2 separate regions of the Canis lupus genome follow, and region 1 is linked to region 2. A link is a contact called in public Hi-C data. All regions are on one chromosome and are shown on one strand. Each heading gives the region's core, a stretch centred on a gene start, on an enhancer-like site or on the middle of the called end of the contact. The rest is flanking DNA. Distances are from core to core; before and after follow the strand shown. Region 1 overlaps LOC119865018 (cGMP-inhibited 3',5'-cyclic phosphodiesterase B). Region 2 overlaps LOC111091601 (a long non-coding RNA gene).

Evidence for each region. A called contact is a pair of places that touch in the nucleus more often than the background predicts.
Region 1: a contact with region 2 is called in a Hi-C map of blood, with 3 times the contacts expected there. The contact joins two enhancer-like sites. A contact is called at or near these places in 3 of 9 Hi-C or Micro-C datasets (amygdala and blood).

Annotation. Positions count from the first base shown.
Region 1 is chr21:38,060,842-38,066,767 of UU_Cfam_GSD_1.0, forward strand. It overlaps LOC119865018 (cGMP-inhibited 3',5'-cyclic phosphodiesterase B), which reads left to right. Exons shown (of 17, transcript XM_038569119.1): 3 at 5,792-5,842. Among named protein-coding and RNA genes, the nearest start is that of CALCB, 200 kb to the right of the region's middle. Within about 2 kb of position 3,375, at least 2 of the 20 cell types and tissues checked have an H3K27ac peak or open chromatin away from gene starts, as enhancers often do. A contact at or near this core is called in blood, where this site is marked.
Region 2 is chr21:37,863,272-37,868,750 of UU_Cfam_GSD_1.0, forward strand. All of the region lies in intron 4 of LOC111091601 (a long non-coding RNA gene), which reads left to right. Among named protein-coding and RNA genes, the nearest start is that of PSMA1, 17 kb to the left of the region's middle. Within about 2 kb of position 1,395, at least 5 of the 20 cell types and tissues checked have an H3K27ac peak or open chromatin away from gene starts, as enhancers often do. A contact at or near this core is called in blood, where this site is marked.

The DNA.
Region 1 (5,926 bases), core at 2,125-4,624, 200 kb after region 2:
TTTGCTATTTATTTTTATATTATATATTTGTTTTTTAAGAGTTTTGCATTTGCTCCATTTTCCACAGTACAGTGAAAAGATGTATATTCCGTGGCCAAAAATTGAGTGCAGTTATATTTATGCTATTTCTTTAATGCTGAATTATGACCAGTATATGTGTTTCAAACTACCAGCTGTTTTCTGTGAATAGAGTAGCGTATAAACTTGCAGTTAGGAGACATTCTCATTGTTTAGCAAGACTTCTCCTTGCTGCACTGAAAACTGATTCTCTTAGAACTTACTCTAACATTGGCTTCTCAGTTTCTGTTAGAGTTCTGAAATAATCATTAAATAGGGGAGAAAATAGCTTTTTGTAGCATGGGTTTTCAGTGATAGACACATAAAAACCTGTCTACCACTCTTCCTCCTAAGTATTGTACATAACAAGAGTTGATTCAGGCTTAATACATGAATGCATTTATCCAGCAGTAAAGTGAAATATCTGCTGTATGCAAATATGGTAGTAATTACTCTTCTACATCACATGCCTTTTCAATTCTGTGATGTCCCAAGGTGTCATATGGTAAGTATTTGTTGGAAATTATTTGATCTGTTCTCTCTTCCGGCATAATGCTTATCATCTGTGTGGCTGGATTTACAAAGCTCTCGGCAATAGTTTATCTTTTTTTTATATGCGTTTGGAGTGAGAAGTACAGAATCTGGAAGGTGCCTCTATAGATTTTGTCTCTTCTGTTTTAAAAACAAAAATCTTCAGATTCATATAAGAAAGCGTTATGTGCTTTGTTCTAGAAAAATTCTGTTGGTTTACCAAAAAGATTTTTATGTTTCATTTGAATATGTCTTAAAAGTTTTCATGGCTTCCTATCATCATTATTCAGTTAAGTTTCAGAGTGGAAAATATGCAGAAGAATACAGGGTAAATGACTTACAAGTCTAAAAAAATTAGCTTTTAGATAGTCACTGCTGTATGTCCTACTAATATTTTCATTTCTGTGGCTTTGTGTGGTATTTGCATTAGATTTATATTTCTTTGCATTAAAGTCTTGTTCTTAATCTAGGCCTGACATTTACTCTGAGTTATTTATGTTTCTATTTTTATCAACACTTCAAGCTTTAGGAAATCAGCTTTGAGCCATTTCTTTTTTTGATTGGAGATATAGTGCAACACAATGAAAAGAATGCAAATTTAATAGATGTGAACAGTAATATCCCAACGACATGAAAATATTTTAGTTGACTCGTAAAGAATAACACAGGCCTTAGGGCACCTACCTAACTTTTTTTTTCCTACCTACCTAGCTTTTAAGAATATAATTGTTATTAAGATGAAGATGATGAGATTTCTGAATTAATCTTGTGTCTCACAATTTTGGAATATATATAAACTACATAGATTCCTTTTCCCTCTAAATATTCCAGGGCATTGATGAATGACTAGTGATTCGCAGATCATAATCTGATAAATAATGGCTAATCCTCCATTACTGTTTCCTAGTTTAAATTTTATCTAATATTATAGAGACATTGAACAATATTTTCCTTAAGGATTTTGTTACTTTGAATATCTCTCTCAATCTGTCTTGTATTATTAGTTCTCCTACTGTCCTGGATCATTCTTATCAGGTATAGACAAGCTCTAGAACCTAGAGTTTTTGTTAACCATGTTAACAATAAAATAAAGTATTAGCCCCACATTCTTTCCCAACTATTGTCCCATTTCATTCTTGACATTTACAGCACAATTTCTTAAGCGTTTTCACCAGTCACTGTCTTCTTTACCTTTCTAAATTCTTAATTAAAGCTTAATAAATACTTGTAAAGTATGCATAAAGTACAGACAAAGGATAACAAATGCCATCTCTACTTTCCATTACCATTAATTTTGAACATTACCAATAACTTTGAAGTTCCCTGTATGCCACTCCCAGATCCATTTTTTTTTCTCTTTTCCCTTGGAAACAATCCCCATCCTGAATTTCTTTATAGTTTCCCATATGTTTATATTCCTAAAAAGTATATTTCAGTATATTTTACATGTATGAAATTCTGCTGTAGGTATCCTGTGACTTTTCTCATTCAATCTTATGTTTCTGGGATTTATTTATATGGTATGTAGCTGTACTTCATTTATTTTCACCATTGTATTCCATAATATGAATATACTCAAATTTCCCCATTTTGTTTTGGATAGACATTTGGGTTATATCTAGTTTTCTTGCTACCCCGAACAGTGCAGTTATGTGCACTTAGTTCGACTATATAGCAAATTCAAGTTTTGGAAAGGTTTTTCTCCTAATTTGTTGGTTGTGAATTGATGCTTTTATAAAATACACTAGAAATATTTCAGCAACCTGTTTCTAAACATGTACTCTTAATTTCTTTATCTTACTTGGAGCACACTTCGAATAGCATTGCTTTTAGATATACCTAGCTGCAGAATTCCTGGATCATATGTCTTCTAGTACCTATGCAAAAATTTTGTTTTCTCAAAATCACTAATATGCTTGTTGTTCAGATTAAATGGAAGACAGTCTTCTAGCAGTTTGTGACTTTCACTGTGCCTCTTCTCAGCCCCTAACATGCAGGGGATCTCAGACAAAGACCTCCAAGGTCTGTTAGAATAGGGTGTACATTAGCTCTCCTGTTACAGCAGCAGCTTCTGAGTCGGCATCCTCGACAGTTTCCCTCAGAATATAAGCTAATGTTGCTTTGATAAGCAAGAAACCAGACTCCTTTATAGCATTTTTTTCTCAACCTTAATTTCATTATCATTCCCCTAAGGAGCTGTTTTAGACATTTTTTTTTCTCTAATTGTCCCTCCCCTTCAATGAAATTTCAATACTGTAGATTGACGGTCTGTCTATTTATGTTATGTGGCATTTGGAGGGCTACAACCATTTTATTATTTTTAAGATTTTTTTTTGGTGTGTGTGTGTGTGTGTGTCTCCTAAGAACCAATTTTTACCTGCTGGGGAGTGATAGGGCTACCATTAAGGATGCATGATATGAATACAGATATGGTTCTGGCATTAGAGTACAAGCATTTAAAAAGATATATTTATTTAATTGTCATGTAGGTGAATGAAGTGGGGAACAAGGAAGACTCAATGTTAAGAAACTGTCCTAATGAAAATGTGCTTGATTTAGCAAAAGATCAGCTTCTACTTAGATTCATGATTTGGGAAAGTAAGGAATCGGCATTTGTCACTGTTTGATTTTGGCAAACTTTGTAGGAGAAACGTAGAAGTATGTTTTGGAGGACAGTACAGTTAGGAAAGTTTGTAGATTTAGAATGCAAATTAGTGAATTGATGCCTATCTCCTAGGTAATTTTTGGTGACACATCATGTGGCTCTGACTTCACGCCTGTCTATTCTGTGCTTCTATTGGTGTACTTAAGAAAAACTCAGATTTGCAGATGATGAGAGGAATGGTGGAGAGTTGACATCCTCAATCTCAAAAGAAAAATTTGACAGGCTAAATTAAGGACAGAAGTAAAGTATTGCAGTTGAGTCTAAAATACCAATTGTGGGGATGCCTGGGTGGCTCAGTGGTGGAGCATCTGCCTTTGGCTCAGGTCATGATCCCGGGGTCCTGGGATAGACCTTGTTGGGCTCCCTGCTCAGCACGGAGTCTGCTTCTTCTCCCTCTCCCTCTGCCCCTCCTCCTGCTTGTGTTTGTGTGCACGTGTATGTGCTTGCTGGTAAGCATGAGCTCTTTCTCTGTCTCTCTCAAATAAATAAACGCTTTAAAAAAATACCAAGTGTGTAAGAATAACATGGACAAAGTGGAGCATAGCAATGCCAAGTATAAAAGAAACAAGGGGATTTAGGTCAAGTTACTCTTTTTAAAAAATATTTATTTATTTATTTTAGAGAAGTAGACAGAATGGGACAGGGAGAAGCAGAGGGAGAGGGACAAGCAGACCCGGGTTGAGCGTGGAGTCTGTTCGCGGTGCTCAATCCCAGAGCCCTACCATCATGACCAGAGCCAAATCAAGAGTTGGCTGCTTTTAACCCACTGAGCCACCCAGACACCCCAAGTTACATTACTCTTAATGTGAGTGTTCTGAGAGAGTAATTAACATCTTAAACCTCATTAATTAATGTGTCTAGAATCTAGAATGTGTTCTGGTCAAATCACAACCTGAAATAATTATGTCAGGATTACACTTAGGGCCATATAAAATACTGCATAAATTTAATGAGTCTACTAATATTCATGAAGTACTTTGCATATAGTTACATACAACAGCTCTTCTGTGGGTACTGAAGTTTTTTTGTTGTTGTTGTTGTTGTTGTTTTTTTGTACTGAAGTTTTATTTTTTATTTTTTATTTTTTTTATTTTTTTTTTGTACTGAAGTTTTAGATGTGGTTATAGTATTGTATGTCTGGATTTTCTTTGGGAAGAAATAGATTTCTTTTCACTGGCAAGAAATGACCCTCTGCAAGGATGTTGAGAAGGATATGGTGATAATGACAACTGATAATTTTTTGAGTGATTAGGGTTTGGGTATATTACCTAAAATAGGGGTCAACGAGCTATATAGCCTACTGACCAAATTCAGCCAGCATCCTGTTTTTGTATGGCTCTCCAGCTAAGAATGTTTTTGCATTTTAAAGCATTGTAAAACAAACAAAATAAGATTATGTCACAGTGACCTTAGGTGGCTTGCAAAGCCTAAAATATTTACTATCTGTCCCTCTACAGAAAAAAAAACAACAACAATATGCCAACTCCTGATAAAATATTAGGCCGGTGATAGAGTGGATAACACTTTAAGATCTTTTGCATCCAGGAGACAGACGACAAAGGATGAAAAACAGCAGAGTTCACCATATGGGTGCGCCTGGCTGGCTTGGTCAGTAGAGCACGTGACTCCTAATTATGGGGTTGTGAGTTGGAGCCCCTGTTGGGGGTAGAATTTACTTGAAAAAAAATATTCAGCATATAGAAATCAGGTGGTTATATTACAAATTAACTAGGTTTAAATTCGAGCCTAAGGTTCAAAGCTATATAGAAAATTGCCATTATAATCAATTTATTTTGGCAAATGGAGACCAATTAAGTAAACTTAAGAGAAATTTAGGATTAATTATAGGTAGTAGTTATAGCTTGCTAAATTAAAGCTAATGTTTTCTTCTAGAGCATGGTGACTATGAGAAGGGGAAGCAGCCAGAAAGCTTTCTGGGAAGAAAACAGAGAGGAAAATACTAGTCTGGGACTAAGAAGTTATCATTGGTAGCCTATAAAGAAGACAAATAGGAAAACCATCCTAATTATCTGCATATCAAAAGGGTTGAATGTTGCTTTTTAAAATCCATTACTTTATACTTAATCTAACCCAAAGGACAGGCTTTTTAAACTGCTTTTGACAGAAGTGCCTTATTAGTAAGGAAATAGCACCACCCATTGACACTGCTTTAGAATGTTGAGTGATGATCCTTTGAAGATGATGAGGGGAGGGAGAGTGTCTGATGATTTGTAATTTTTCTTGTATTTTTGGTAACTGGGTGTTATTCTGATTTGTATTTTCCTTATTGTGGTAATGGGTATTTTGAAGGTTAATATAGCTTATTAGAGTGACCTTATTCTATTTTTTTGATTTCTCAATCAGAGTGCATAATTTATGGAATATTCTGTCTAGAGATAATTTTTATTCTCACTTTCCCAATTACTCTCCCAAACTGTAAGCTAGGTATAATTGAAGATGTTCCATTTTGTCTTTACATATATTTGTTTATTTCTGGTTTGTAACGAAGTGGTTTTTTGTCTTTTTCTTTTTCCCCAGATGATTCTTTGGGATTGGGACTTAAAGCAATGGTATAAACCTCATTATCAGGTAAATATAAGTAAATATTACTAATAATATCTGTAATGAAACTTTTTAATTGAAGTATAGTTGACACATAATGTTTCTGATATA
Region 2 (5,479 bases), core at 145-2,644:
CCAGGCTGAACTTAATGAAGCCTAACACCAAAAAGAAAAGCTGCTTCTGGCATTCTAGGCCTTCCCTGCATCCAGATGGCCTGTCTGTAGCCTAGCCAGAACCAAACCCTTCCTGCTGCCTTTTCTGCTGGCCTTGGATGACAGCCCCAGGCTACACCAGCTTCCATACCCTTTTAACTCTTCAGTGTCCAAGGTTTTTAAGGGATGGGACTTACGGTGTGAATTGTTTGAAAGAATATATCAAATTTTAAGCTTAAAGTTTAGTTTATAAAATATTTATCCACATCACCTTCTCCCCCTTCCCCTCCCATAGGCCTTCCTCCCAGAGTAGCTCAGTCAGCCAATTGGCATCAGAAGGGCACCGTTTGGAAGGGAGTGTGTGTGGGCAGCTTGCAGGTGAGGACACGGCTGCCAAGGCAGACCATGCGGTTTGTCCTGTGCCTACACCCAATACCTGACTTGTGCCTTTCCAGAGCATTTGTATACACACAGCAGTTCTGCTGTTCAGGGTGTGGGTAACTTTAAAAAGTACTTTTAAAATAACCCGTTGACAAGACTTACGTTTAGCAAACAAGAATGCAAATATGGGAGATATAAAATGACCATGCGTGAACTTCTCTGAAGTAGTTGTGCCAGAAAAACAAATCTACTCTATGTTTTCAAAGGACCCTTGGAAATCTTACTAGTGGCAGCCATTGTTTTCATCATGGGTTTTCAAAGGTTTGTTTATATATGGGAATTTAACCAGAAGGTAATACACAAAGCAAACTTTACACTTGAAGGCAGTATTTCCCAATGGTTTTGCTTTTCTCCACATGGAGAGATGGTATTAACTGATTGGTAAGGGTGCTTCTAAGTTGGCCAGAGTGGGTATTTTTGCAAGAAAGCCTATGACTCTATCACTTTCCTTCTTATTTTTGAATCTCATTTCTTAGTTCTGTACTCACTATTATTTTATTATTATTATTATTATTATTATGCCCATTGGCAAGCTATTTCACTTTATGCAGAGTTGATTAGAGACCTGGGAAATCTAGGCCAACATAAAGTCCTGGTTTCCAGGCTAGACTACATGAACAAAGGGGGAAAAAAGGCAAAATTGCTCGCCTTCACAAAGCTCTTAAAACAAAACCAAAAAGGTTTTATTCAAAGGAACCTAGAACCGTAGAGAATGGAGTTTAAAAACAGGAACCCATGGAAGGAAGAATGAAAGGATAAAAAACTATGACAGCCCTGAGATGAAACGGAAGGATTTAAAAGAGTGAATACAAATATGTCTTGTGTACCTATTGATTTTCAGTGGTTAGCCTGGAGTGGTGGGTGTCTACTCCAAGCAATAGAACCTCTCTCAACAGCTGACGTAAAAGAGGTGCTCTGGCACCACTTCCCATTCGTGGCTTCAGAACTGAAACACTACCCTTGACCTTCTCCACCCACCTCACTGTGTTCAGGTCTTCACTCACCTGATCTCAGCTTCACCACTTACTTCTCTGCATTTGCCTGGCCCACAAATACACAAGGTTGTCTTCAGTGCCATGACCTGGTCTCCTTGCAAACAGGATGAGGAAAATTGGGACTCTCCATCCAGCCCTGTTGTCTCAGGCCACATTTGGTAACATTCTTCCCTGTTGGACCCAGGCCTCAGGATTATTCCTTCCATGAAAAAGTAAACCAGGCAGGCATTTAGAAAACATCATGTCCTCAGGAGAGCTCGGTTATCACTTACAGTTCAAAACACATTTCCAGAATATAGGCTGAGATCACCTACACGCATAAAGAGCAAAAGGCCCATTATTTCGGACATAAATGTCTTTTTCAGTTTTACACGTGTTACCTTACTAACAACTGATACCTGATGCATTATAATCGGATTTTCACAGAATGATAAAATAGTACTCCCCCTCTCCCCCCGGAAGTAAATGTTTGAAAAAAAAAATTTGTGAAAGCAAAAAAGGGAACTAACAAATCTAGGTAGACATCAATTTTCCTTCTTAGAAAACCTGAAGAAAAAAACAAATTAAAGTGGAAGATGGTTTTATAATAAGTCATCTAATATTGGTTTCATGCTCTTTTTCTTTGAAGTGCTTTTTACTTCTGTGAAAAGAATTTGACTTCCCTTTCATTTTGAGGAGAGGGGCAAAAACTTGGGAGTATAATGCCCGTGTTCCAGTATACAAAGAAAATAGCTGGCCTAGAAATGTTATGAATTTATGAAAAACAATAGCTTTCTTTCCTAACTAAATGATTGCATTTTTCTTTACTTTTCCCTATCACCATGAGAGTATCTATGTATATATGTATGTATGTATGTATGTATGTATGTAGGCGTCCTTGCATAAAACCCTTTGACCAAATTTCACAACTCTAGTCCTATACTCATAAGAAGTCTTTATTTAGTTTCAGTCTTTCCAAATAAGCCTGCAAGTTCCTGACAGAGCAAATAGCAGTTTGGTCCTTTCTGTCCTCTGTCCCTTGAACCCCTGCTGCAACCTGGCTCAGTCTGCTCACCTTAAAAAGGTGAAAGTAGACCCTATTTCTACAGAGTATTTTTGTTTTGATGCAGGGCGGCAGGGAGCCTTGGAGAGCTCCAGGCAGGCCCAGGAAGGAGATAGATTGGCCCCCGTCCAGTTCAGCTGGCTCACAAGAAGTTCAGCTTCCTTGTCCTCTCACAGACAGTCCCTTCCGCGCTGACCTTTGACTAGCTGGCGGGGCTTCAGGCCCTGACCCTGCTGCCTCTCTGCCTGCACTCTTCCTCTTCCCCACACTGTTGGTACTTCTTGGAAAAGGGGAAAAGTCCAAGGAAAAAGGGCTGGGGAGAGGAGGAAAAGTGCAAGTCCTGCCTTTGGAGGCTCTAAGGATTTTCTCCCCGTCCTTGATACAGGATATTGTCAATTTAAAAGGATGTCAACGGATGACATGCAGAATTTGCAAAAATATGAGACAAGTTAGCATTGCCTATGCATCAGCGTCATTTACAAGCCTCAGAAGAATATGCTAGCCCTTCTGCAAATATCCCCATTGTCTTTTTTTTTTTTTTAAGATTTTATTTATTGGGATCCCTGGATGGCTCAGTGGTTTTGGCGCCTGCCTTTGGCCCAGGGCATGATCCTGGAGTCCCAGGATCGAGTCCCGCATCAGGTTTCCTGCATGGAGCCTACTTCTCCCTCTGCCTATGTCTTTCTCTGTGTCTCTCATGAATAAATAAATAAAATTTAAAAAATGAAGATTTTATTTATTTATTTGACAGAGGAAACACAAGCCGAAGGAGTGGCAGGCAGAGGGAGAGGTTAAAGCAGGCTCCTTGCAAAGCAGGAGCCCGACGCGGGGCTTGATCCCAGGACCCTGGGATCATGACCTGAGCTGTAGGCAGAAGTTTAAACAGCTGAGCCACCCAGGACCCCTCCCCCCATAGTCTTTTTTAAACTCCATATGTAATGGAACTTTTTTTAAATGGGTTGCCTCTTTTTTGTAATTATTATTATCAGTAGTTCCATTGTATAGAAATAGATTCCAGGGAAAATTATTGGTCATATAGACAATGATCCAATAGCTTATAGAATTCAATGTGAAAGCCTTTGAAAATGCAAATGATTTTTTTCGCATTCATTTGATTAATTTTGAAAGAGACCCAAGTAATATGTAACACCTTCTATACCATGTTTAAAATTTAAGAAAAAGTAAATAATATGGAGCAACAATTATAAAATTACCTTCATCATTATAAAAGTAAAGATTGGATGTATTTTCCTGATTTTTCTTCCTCTTTGATGACTTTAGTGCCAGTGGCTCAGTTGCATGCTTGGCATCTCTCCTCCTGCTAACTTTGTGCAAACAATGCCCTCCCTCATTTGGGGGTGTCTATTACCCTTTCATCTAGCCTGTTCTATTTACCTTCCAAAAGCTGGCATTCAGCTGAAACCAGAGGGAAAAAAATCTTTTCCCAGTTTGTTGGCGACTTGTTGAAGGCAATTGACTGCTTTTCAATAGAAAACATTTCCTTCCCCTATTGTGTCACCTCTACCCCTTAAAACACTTCATAAAGCTCTGGCTGAGCCCTCTCATGATTGCCAAAGCATGGCTTCCTTTACAAAAAAATACTTGGAAGCAACTGGTATTTTTTTTTTCTTAAAAATTTTATTTGAGAGAGAGAGCACATGCGCGTGTAGGAGGGAAGGGCAGAGGAGAGGGAGAAGCAGGCTTCCCACAGAGCAGGGAGCCAGATGGACACAGGGCTCAATACCAGGACCCAGAGATCACACAACCAGAGCTGAAGGCAGATGCTTAACTGACTGAGCCACACAGGCACCCCAACAACTGGTACTTTCTTAAAAAAAGAATCATTGATCTTTACCCATAATGTATGCACAATAAAAGGCACAGAACTGGAAGGGGCTTCCCAATTTAATCCCAGCCATGAATTTTCCAAGAGAGGGAATTGAGGCCCAGAGAAGTAAGAATATTATTCAATTTCTAATAGGAAGATTCCTTATTTTTTCTGTACCATGAATCACTTTGTTAGTCTGGTGAAGCCTATGGACTCCCTCTCAAAATAATGTTCTTAAGAGCATAAAATGAAGGGCACCTGGGAGGCTCAGTTGGTTGAATACCCAACTCTTGATTTCGTTCTGGTAGTGACCTCAGGTCATGAGATAGAGCCCTGGGTCAGGCTCCATGCTCAGTGGGGAGTCTGCTTGTAATTCTCCCTCTCACTCCTTCCCTTCTCTCTGCTCATGCTCTCGTTCTCTCCCTCTAAAATAAATAAATAAATAAATAAATAAATAAAGTCTGTGTGTTTTTTTTTTTTTTAAGAACATAAAATGAAGTATGTGGAGTCAGACTCCTTCCTTACACCATAAACAAAAATTAACTCAAAATGGATCAAAAACCTAAATGTAGTACTAAAACAATACAATTCTTAGAAGAAAACATGAATAAACATGAGTATGACTGTAGACTAGGGAATGATTTCTTCTTTTTTAAAACAGCTATATAATCTATATAATATGGTATATAATCTATATACCATAAAATTCATCCATTTTTAAAGTATATACAGTTTTAGTATATTTACAGAGTTGTGCAACCATTATCATGGTCTAACTTTAGGATCTGATTTATTGATTTAAAAAAAATTTTTTTAAGAGTTTTTATTTATTTATTAGAGACACACAGAGAGGGAGAGAGAAGAGAGAGAGAAAGAGAGAGAGAGAGAGAGAAACAGAGGGAGAAGAGCAGGCTCCATGCAGGGAGCCTGACGTGAGACTCGATCCCAGGGCTCCAGGATCACGCCCTGGGCGGAAGGCGGCGCTAAACCGCTAAGCCACCGGGGCTGCCCCCACCCAAAAAAGTTTTTTTTAAATAATCTCTACATCCTCCATGGAGCTTAAACTCACAACCTTAGAGATCAAGAAGAGTCAAATGCTCTCCCAACCAAGCCAGCCAGGTGCCCCACTTATTTATTTTTAAACAATAAAGAAGA